Linked DNA regions of Sus scrofa: region 2 is linked to region 1. Evidence: chromatin contacts called from public Hi-C data. All regions are on one chromosome and are shown on one strand. Each heading gives the region's core, a stretch centred on a gene start, on an enhancer-like site or on the middle of the called end of the contact. The rest is flanking DNA. Distances are from core to core; before and after follow the strand shown. Region 1 overlaps COL25A1 (collagen alpha-1(XXV) chain). Region 2 has its middle 32 kb from the start of OSTC.

Region 1 (3,783 bases), core at 1,199-3,698:
ACGCCAGAGCCACAGCAACGCGGGATCCGAGCCGCGTCTGCGACCTACACCACAGCTCAGGGCAACGCCGGATCGTTAACCCACTGAGCAAGGGCAGGGACGGAACCCGCAACCTCATGGTTCCTAGTCGGATTCGTTAACCACTGCGCCACGACGGGAACTCCCCATTTTTTTTTTTTTCCTCTGAGCTGCTGATTTAAGTAGTCTGTTTGAATGTACTTTTTCTGTCTTTTGAATTTTTTAAATTAAATGCTTTTGTAATAGAACCTTTGGATTAATATACTGACTTTAGCAAAGATCCTTCCCTTTTTTGACAGTTAAAACAGCCTATCTGTGGTTATTAACATATCATTGGTAAACTTTATAACACCTTCTGGGCACTTAATGTTAAACACACATGTGGTTAAACCTACTTTAGAAACTTCTAATTAAATGCCCTAACTGTTGAATGTCCTGGGGCAGGAAAGATAAATCATTGAAAATGTTACAAATAACATTAATTATGGTGCAATAATATATTTTGCCACAGTATTATATCACTGAAAAAGGACTTTAGAAATGCTGCCGTGTCTATGTATGAAATCTAAAACAAGGACCTTCATCTCGATAGTGAAAGTACAGTAGATCCTTATTATTCACAGATTCCATATTTGAAGTTTGCCTACTTGCAAAAATTTATTTGTAACCCCCCAGATCAATACCATGGCATTTTTGCCATTACTCATGCACATGCAACAGAGTGATGAAAAATTTGAGTTGCCCAAAGCTCACCTTTCCATATGAAGACCAGCAGGGCGCTGGCTGGCTATCTTGGTTCAGCTCTTAAACAGCAAACAAGTTTTCTTTGGTGGTCTATTTGGTGCCACGTGTCTTGGTACTGTTGTGTTTTTTGTTGGTTGTTTCATGGTTTGATAAGACTCTAAGTAGAGTCTGAAGTGCTGTCTAGTGTTCCTAAGCACAAGGAGGTGGTGATATGCCTTATGGAGAAATTATGTGTTAAACTCACTCAGTCATGAGTGCTAGCAGTGTTGCCCATGTGTCCAACATTAATGAATCAGAAATATCTATGAAATAAGTTACCTTTACACAGAAATGCTCATAAAACAAAGTTATATATTGAGCAGTTGACAAAAATGATGTGAATCAAAGGCTCACAGGAACCTAACCCTGTATTTCCATTAATTTGCTAATTGAATGTTTGTGGTGATTTTATACAACTTAACTACTGTAAATAACAAGAATAGACTATAGTTAGAGTCACAACAAAATGCCTCTAAAATTATTAGGATGATTTTTCAAATGTAGCTATTTTGAAATCAATTTTTCTTAAGGGGAAGAGGAACCCCACTTTAAATAACTTAAAGCTATTTTATGGTTTTGTCAGATGCTTCTCTGGGGATTTCCTTTGAGATATTGGCATTACTCTTGTACAATTTTGTTCATTCTAGCTTTCAAATTTTACGATGTCTTTAGACCTATATTGTAAATTGTTGATTATTTGTATAAAAATGACATTTTGGTTAATTATGCAGTTGGGCTTTTACAAGAGATTTTGTTTCAAGAACTATGCAAGTAACCCCAAGATAGGCTATTCATCAACAGAAAAAGTCTTCCTTACAGCCTACTCAGCTACTGAACTATCAGGAATTCCAGCGCTACAAACTTTAGTGGACTCTGCATATAAAGGGATGATGGTCCTACCATATTTGGTCTCTGGATAGGAAAGGGAACTTTAAAGTGCAGAGCAAGTTTTCACACTATAGGAAAAGCCTTGGTAGACTTCACCCTGATGGCCTAAAAAAGGAAGGAAGGAAGTCCTGAGCTTTTCCCTTCGGATTGATAGGAAATGAACTTGATTAACATTGAACATATTAGTTTAGTGTGTTCTATAGGGATTGAATGGTGCTTTTCATAAATCTTTGCTATTTTTCTGTAGGCAAGTTAATATTAAACATTTATTTCACTGAAAACAGTTCTGTTAAATTAATTAAACCAAGGTGGCTCTGATGCCATGGGCAGCCTATGAAAGCAAACCAAAAATCCAAGCCCATAAATGCCTCAAGGTTACAAAACCAAAACCTAAGGACAACCCATCACAAACAGCCAACTAGGCTTTAAGCTGTAGTCAGTTAGTCAGTCGATGATTGCTTTGCTTTACTTTTACTTTTTCTCTGTTAAGTCTCTCCTGTGCTTCTGTTGATGGAACTCACTGAACTGCTTTCAGTTTGCTCAGTTAGAATCAATTTTGCTCAAATAAACTCCTAAAAATTTTAATATGCCCGAGCTTGTCTTTTAATAGTTCTTTGTGGATTATTTTAGAGGCAGTTGTCTGACTCCTACAACTGTGGTTTTATGATTGGAGATTCTAACCTTCCTGAGAGCTGATGGCTGTGTTCCTCAACATGTGGTTCCCAGGTCACCTGCACTACGATCAGCTGGGGGATTGTGAAGTTTGCAGTTTTTCTGCAAAACTGGGACCTACTCCAGACTGATAACATTAGATTTGCTGGGCGTATCGCCCAATTATCTGTATTTTTTAACCAACACGCTGGGTACACTACAATTTGAAAGAATCACTCTTCTACTGAGTTGGTAGAAAACCAGAATTTCTCTCATAATTTAGTCAAGTAATTTACATTCTTTGCTTGAAATAGTTTTGCTTAAAAAAAAAAATCTCAACGGAGTACAGATAGTGTACCAATTAAGTAAACCTAATATATGAAAAAAAAAAACTCTAGGGTGTTATATTAAATTGAGGTAATAGATATTTAAATATATATGCCAAAGTTAGAAATATAAAACCTTGTCTCCTTCAGTACAGTTGCTCAGGAGACCTCCATATATGGAGCTTTCACATGTCCTTCCATGCATATTTTAGTGGGCAATTCCAATGACTTTTTTTTTTTGACATTTCATTTTTTCAGAAGCTTATCAATAACACCCCCAGACCAGTCTGATTGCTTTTTCCCCTGCACCTTCTCCTTCTTTCTTTTAAACTACAAATGATAATATGCATCAGGTTCATCACCATGATCACAAGTCCTGGCTCAGAATAACCGTGACTATTTCTAAAAGTCATATATATTCTTAAAGGATAAGGAAACACCAAGGATATTAACAATAATAAAAATTCCAAAACAGGAGTTCAGAATATGTTTAGAACAAAGAAATAAATATCAAAATGATTCCTTAAGGTGTTTACTTGAAAGAGGATTATATAAGTTCTGAGATATATACAGCAAAATGTATAGCTATAGGTATACTTCCTAGATATATAACTCATATATCCTTATTGATATAAACATTAGCACTAGTTACAAACTAGTTTGTATGATATGCCTGACTGTAAGACATTATTTAGTAATAAATATGGAGGACTTCATCATTTAATACCTTTACTGATGCCCCATTAGATACATTTTGTAATGTTTGAATTAATAAATACAATAAGACTTTACTAGTAAATACAATTGTAAGACACAGTTCCCTGTGTTCCATGGAGTTTTGAGCCTACTAAAGAGTTTATAGTGTTGTAGGAGAATCATCATCTCTATCCAATTAAAGATAAAATTTAATTTCCCTATTAATTAAGATCAAGATAGGGGAGACAAGCCCTGTTCCCCTCTCTCAGAACTCTTTTCTGACTTGGTTTTGGATGCTGCCAGCTGTCAGGAACTCTCACCCATCAATTCCCCCAACTCCTTAACTTTGGGGGTTTAGGGTTTTAAATCAGTATTTATGACATGGAATCATCATTAGTGCAGTTTGTTGGTGGACTTATAA
Region 2 (3,928 bases), core at 377-2,876, 480 kb after region 1:
GGACTTTCAATGCTTATAAAATAGCAGACATTCCCTTAAGGCTGTTTGATAAGAATTCGTAATTTTAACTTTTCAGATTTTAGCCAATTTAGTTTACTTCATCTTTAGAGTTTTGTTAAACACTTTATTGATTTTTTCTTTTTTTTTTTGGTCTTTTTAGGGCTGAACCCGCAGCATATGGAAGTTCCCAGGCTAGGGGTCTAATCGGAACTCTTGCTGCCAGCCACAGCCATGCCAAACCCAAGCTGCGTCTGCAACCTATGCCCCAGCTCACGGCAACTCTGGATCCTTAACCCACTGATGGAGGCCAAGGATCAAACTCACATCCTCAAAGTACTAATTGGGTTCTTAACCAGCTGAGCCACAACCTGAACTCCCTTTATTGATGTTTTGATGAGATGGAACTCTGAAAGTCTTATGTAAATTAGGATGTGTGTATATATATATATGTATATATATGTACAAATACTTATATGTATTGATACGTGTGTAAATACTTACATATTTATATGCTACACCAGTGGTTTTATGTGTCAAATCCTTCCAGACATAAGTTTCTGAAGGAATAAATATTAAAGGCTTGAGAGAGAAATAGTCAACCATCGCTACATCCTCTGATGCTTGAATTCCCTCCAGCATAACACGGATGAATGTTATCTATGCTTCAATGTCTTCATTGATAACTCGTTCCATCCCATAAACTTACTAACATGTAGACAATTCCTCCTTTTGCCAGGAAAGGGCTGTTTCATGTTATCTCCTCTCCCCTGAAATCTCCAACTCTTCCTCCATCCTCAGCCAGTGGGCAATCTCACTTCCTTCCTTGCTGAAAAACTTGCACAATTTCTCTTGAACACACATTCTCCCTTCTCTCCGCTCTCTATGGATGGGTGACGCGCGTGTGCTTCTGGCTCAGGCATCCTCTCTCACCTACTTTAGGACCTTGCCCTGCCACTCTCCCCTCTGCCATGTATAGCATCCATCTCACTCCCTGTTGAATTGTTCTCATCAGCACACAAGTATATTGCTAATTTGCCCATCTGAAAATAACCTTTTGGAGTTCCCTTGTGGCACAGTGGGTTAAGGATCCAGTGTTGCCCCTGCAGTGGCTTGGGTCACCCCTGTGGAGCGAGTTCAATCCCTGGACCAGGAATTTATAAATGCCTCAGGCACAGCCAATAAATAAATAAGTAAATAACCTTTTATTTATTTGCTTTTCAGGGATGCACCTTTGGCATGTGGAAGTTCCCAGGCTTGGGGTCGAATCAGAGCTGTAGCTGCACAGTCACAGCAATGGCAGATCTGAGCCACATATGCAATGCTGGATCTCTGACCCAGTGAACAAGGCCAGGAATCCAACCCACACACATCCTCATGGATCTAGTCAGGCTCATTACCACTTCGCCACAACGTGAACTTCTAATAAATAACCTTTTAAACCCCACTTTTCTCTTCAGCTAATACTCATTGCTCTCCACCCCTTTTTTGGCAAAGAATTGCATGTGCCCGCTGGTCCAACCTTTCCTCTTGCTCCATCACAAATGCCCCACCACGCCTCCCACACTCTCTTCCAGGCCACCAGGGCACCTCCCCTTCACCAAACCTGCCAACTGCTTCTCAGTCCTCATCTCACCTAACCTAGCAGGGGCATTTGACCAGTGGATCACTCTCTCCTTGAATGCTTCCCTCACGTGGCGTCCAGGACATGGCCAGGGCCTGGTGTTCTCTCAGCATATGTTACCTCTAGCTCCACCCAGGCTGCCCAGGCTTGTCTGATCCACTATCATGTCTCACTTATGTTATTGCAACTCACCTCACAACTGAGCTCCCTTCAACTGTTCTTTCAGGATTTTCTCAGCACAGCAGCCAAACCGATCCTGTTAAAATAAGCCAAGTTTAGTTACTCTTCTGCTCAAAATACTCCAATGGCTTCCCATCCCATTTCCAGTACAAAGTCCTTGCCACCTTAAATTACTTCTGTGTAACACAAGGAACTATCTCTAGTCTCTTGGGATAGAACATGATGGAAGACAATATGAGAAAAGGAATGTATGTATATATATATATATATATATGTCTGACTGGGTCGCTATGCTGTTATACTTTAATAAAAAATTTCAAGGCGTTCCCTTCATGGCTCAGCGGTTAACAACCCCAACTAGGATCCATGAGGATGTGGGTTCGATCCCCAGCCTCGTTCAGTGGGTTAAGGATCTGGTGTTGCTGTGGCTGTGGTAGAGACCGGCAGCTGCAGCTCTGATTTGACCCCTGACCTGGGAACTTCCATATGCCGCAGGTACAGCTCTAAAAAAAAGCAAAAGCAAAAAAAAAAAAATTTGAGGAGTTCCTAGGAGTTCCCATTGTGGTGCAGTGGAAATGAATCAGACTAGCATCCATGAAGATGAGGGTTCAACCCTGGCCTTGCTCAGTGGGTTGGGGATCCAGCGTTGCCATGACCTGTGGTGTAGATGGCAGACATGGCTTGGATCTGGGCTTTCTGTGGCTATAGTGTAGGCCAGCAGCACAGCTCTGATTCTACCCCTAAGCTGGGAACTTCCATATGCCTCAGGTATGACCTTAAAAAGAAAAAAAAAAAGAAAAAAAAATTCAAGGAGTTCCTGTTGTATCTCAGCAGTAACGAACCTGACTAGTATCCATGAGGACGCAGGTTCAATTCCTGGCCCTGTCCCCTAGCCTGGGAACTTCCTTATGCTGCTGGTCAGCCCAAAAAAAATTTTTTAAAATGTTTTTTTCAAAAAAAATATGAAATACAAAGTGTTTGCTGCCCAACATGATGTGATCCCACATTATCCTTTGACTCTCTTCCCTCCTGTGACTTTCCCTCTTATTGACTCAGCTCCAGCCTCTGGGCCTCCTTACTGAGCCCTTGACCTTGCTGGGTCCATTCTGGCCTCAGGGCCTGTCTACTTGCTCTTCCTACTCTCCCTTCAAATTGCCTCACAGCCCCTCCCTCACTTTCTCAAGAGCTGCCTTCTTAGCAAGGCCCTCGTCGATTAGCCCATCAAAACCATAGGCTCCCCCCAAGGGCACATTCCCCTTTTCTGTTTTTCCTTCCTGAACATTCCCTATATCTACCCATGTTTCCCTCTTTTGTGTATTATCTGCCTTGCACACTAGAATAGAAGATGCATGAGGATAGGAATTTGTTGTTGTTGTTGTCTTTTTAGGGCCACTCCCACGGCATATGGAAATTCCCAGGCTAGAATCAGAGCCAGAGCCAGCCCACAGCACAGCCACAGCAACGCCAGATCTAAGCTGCATCTGCAGCCTACACCGCAGCTCCAGGCAACGCTGAATCCTTAACCCGCTGAGTAAGGCCAGGGGGGATGGAACCCGCATCCTCAAAGATAACTAGTTGGCTTCATTACTGCTGAGCCACAAGGGGAACTCCCAGGATAGGAATTTTTAGAGGGTCTCTTTTATTTACTGTTTTATCCAGGACCTAGAACAATGTCTGGAAAATAGCAAGGTGGGGTTTTTTGTTTTGGTTTTTGGTTTTTATTTTGTTTTGTTTTGTTTTTGGCCATGCCTGAGGCATACGGACGTTCCCAGGCCAGGGATTGAACCCACACCTCCGCAGCAACCCAAGCCACTGAAGTGACAACGTGGGATCCTAATCCCTTGTGCCCAATCATAAGCACTCAATACAAAGATTGCCTGAATAAATTATGAATGAAACAGATAGATCAGTTTGTTATCATCAATGGATGGTTAGGAAAAGAAAAGGCAAATAGTGGCATCAAAGCCCCTGTTTGCTGAGAATCAGGCCATCTCTGTGTCCTGTACACACAGATGTTTGCGATGGAGATGAAGCAGCTGGCGGGGTGACCCTCCCCTCGGCCCCACAGCAGCCTGGGCTGACAACAGCCTTCCCTGCAGAAGCTCAGGCCGCACTTGGGGGGCTGGC

What was found. A called contact is a pair of places that touch in the nucleus more often than the background predicts.
Region 2: a Hi-C map of liver shows a contact between it and region 1, with 2.7 times the contacts expected there. The contact joins two enhancer-like sites. A contact is called at or near these places in 4 of 47 Hi-C or Micro-C datasets (embryonic fibroblasts, epiblast stem cells, liver and 1 more).

The regions. Positions count from the first base shown.
Region 1 is chr8:112,927,988-112,931,770 of Sscrofa11.1, forward strand. The region is part of intron 2 of COL25A1 (collagen alpha-1(XXV) chain); the gene reads left to right. Among named protein-coding and RNA genes, the nearest start is that of COL25A1, 63 kb to the left of the region's middle. Within about 2 kb of position 2,449, at least 1 of the 83 cell types and tissues checked has an H3K27ac peak or open chromatin away from gene starts, as enhancers often do. A contact at or near this core is called in liver, where this site is marked.
Region 2 is chr8:113,412,960-113,416,887 of Sscrofa11.1, forward strand. No RefSeq gene overlaps it. Among named protein-coding and RNA genes, the nearest start is that of OSTC, 32 kb to the right of the region's middle. Within about 2 kb of position 1,627, at least 1 of the 83 cell types and tissues checked has an H3K27ac peak or open chromatin away from gene starts, as enhancers often do. A contact at or near this core is called in liver, where this site is marked.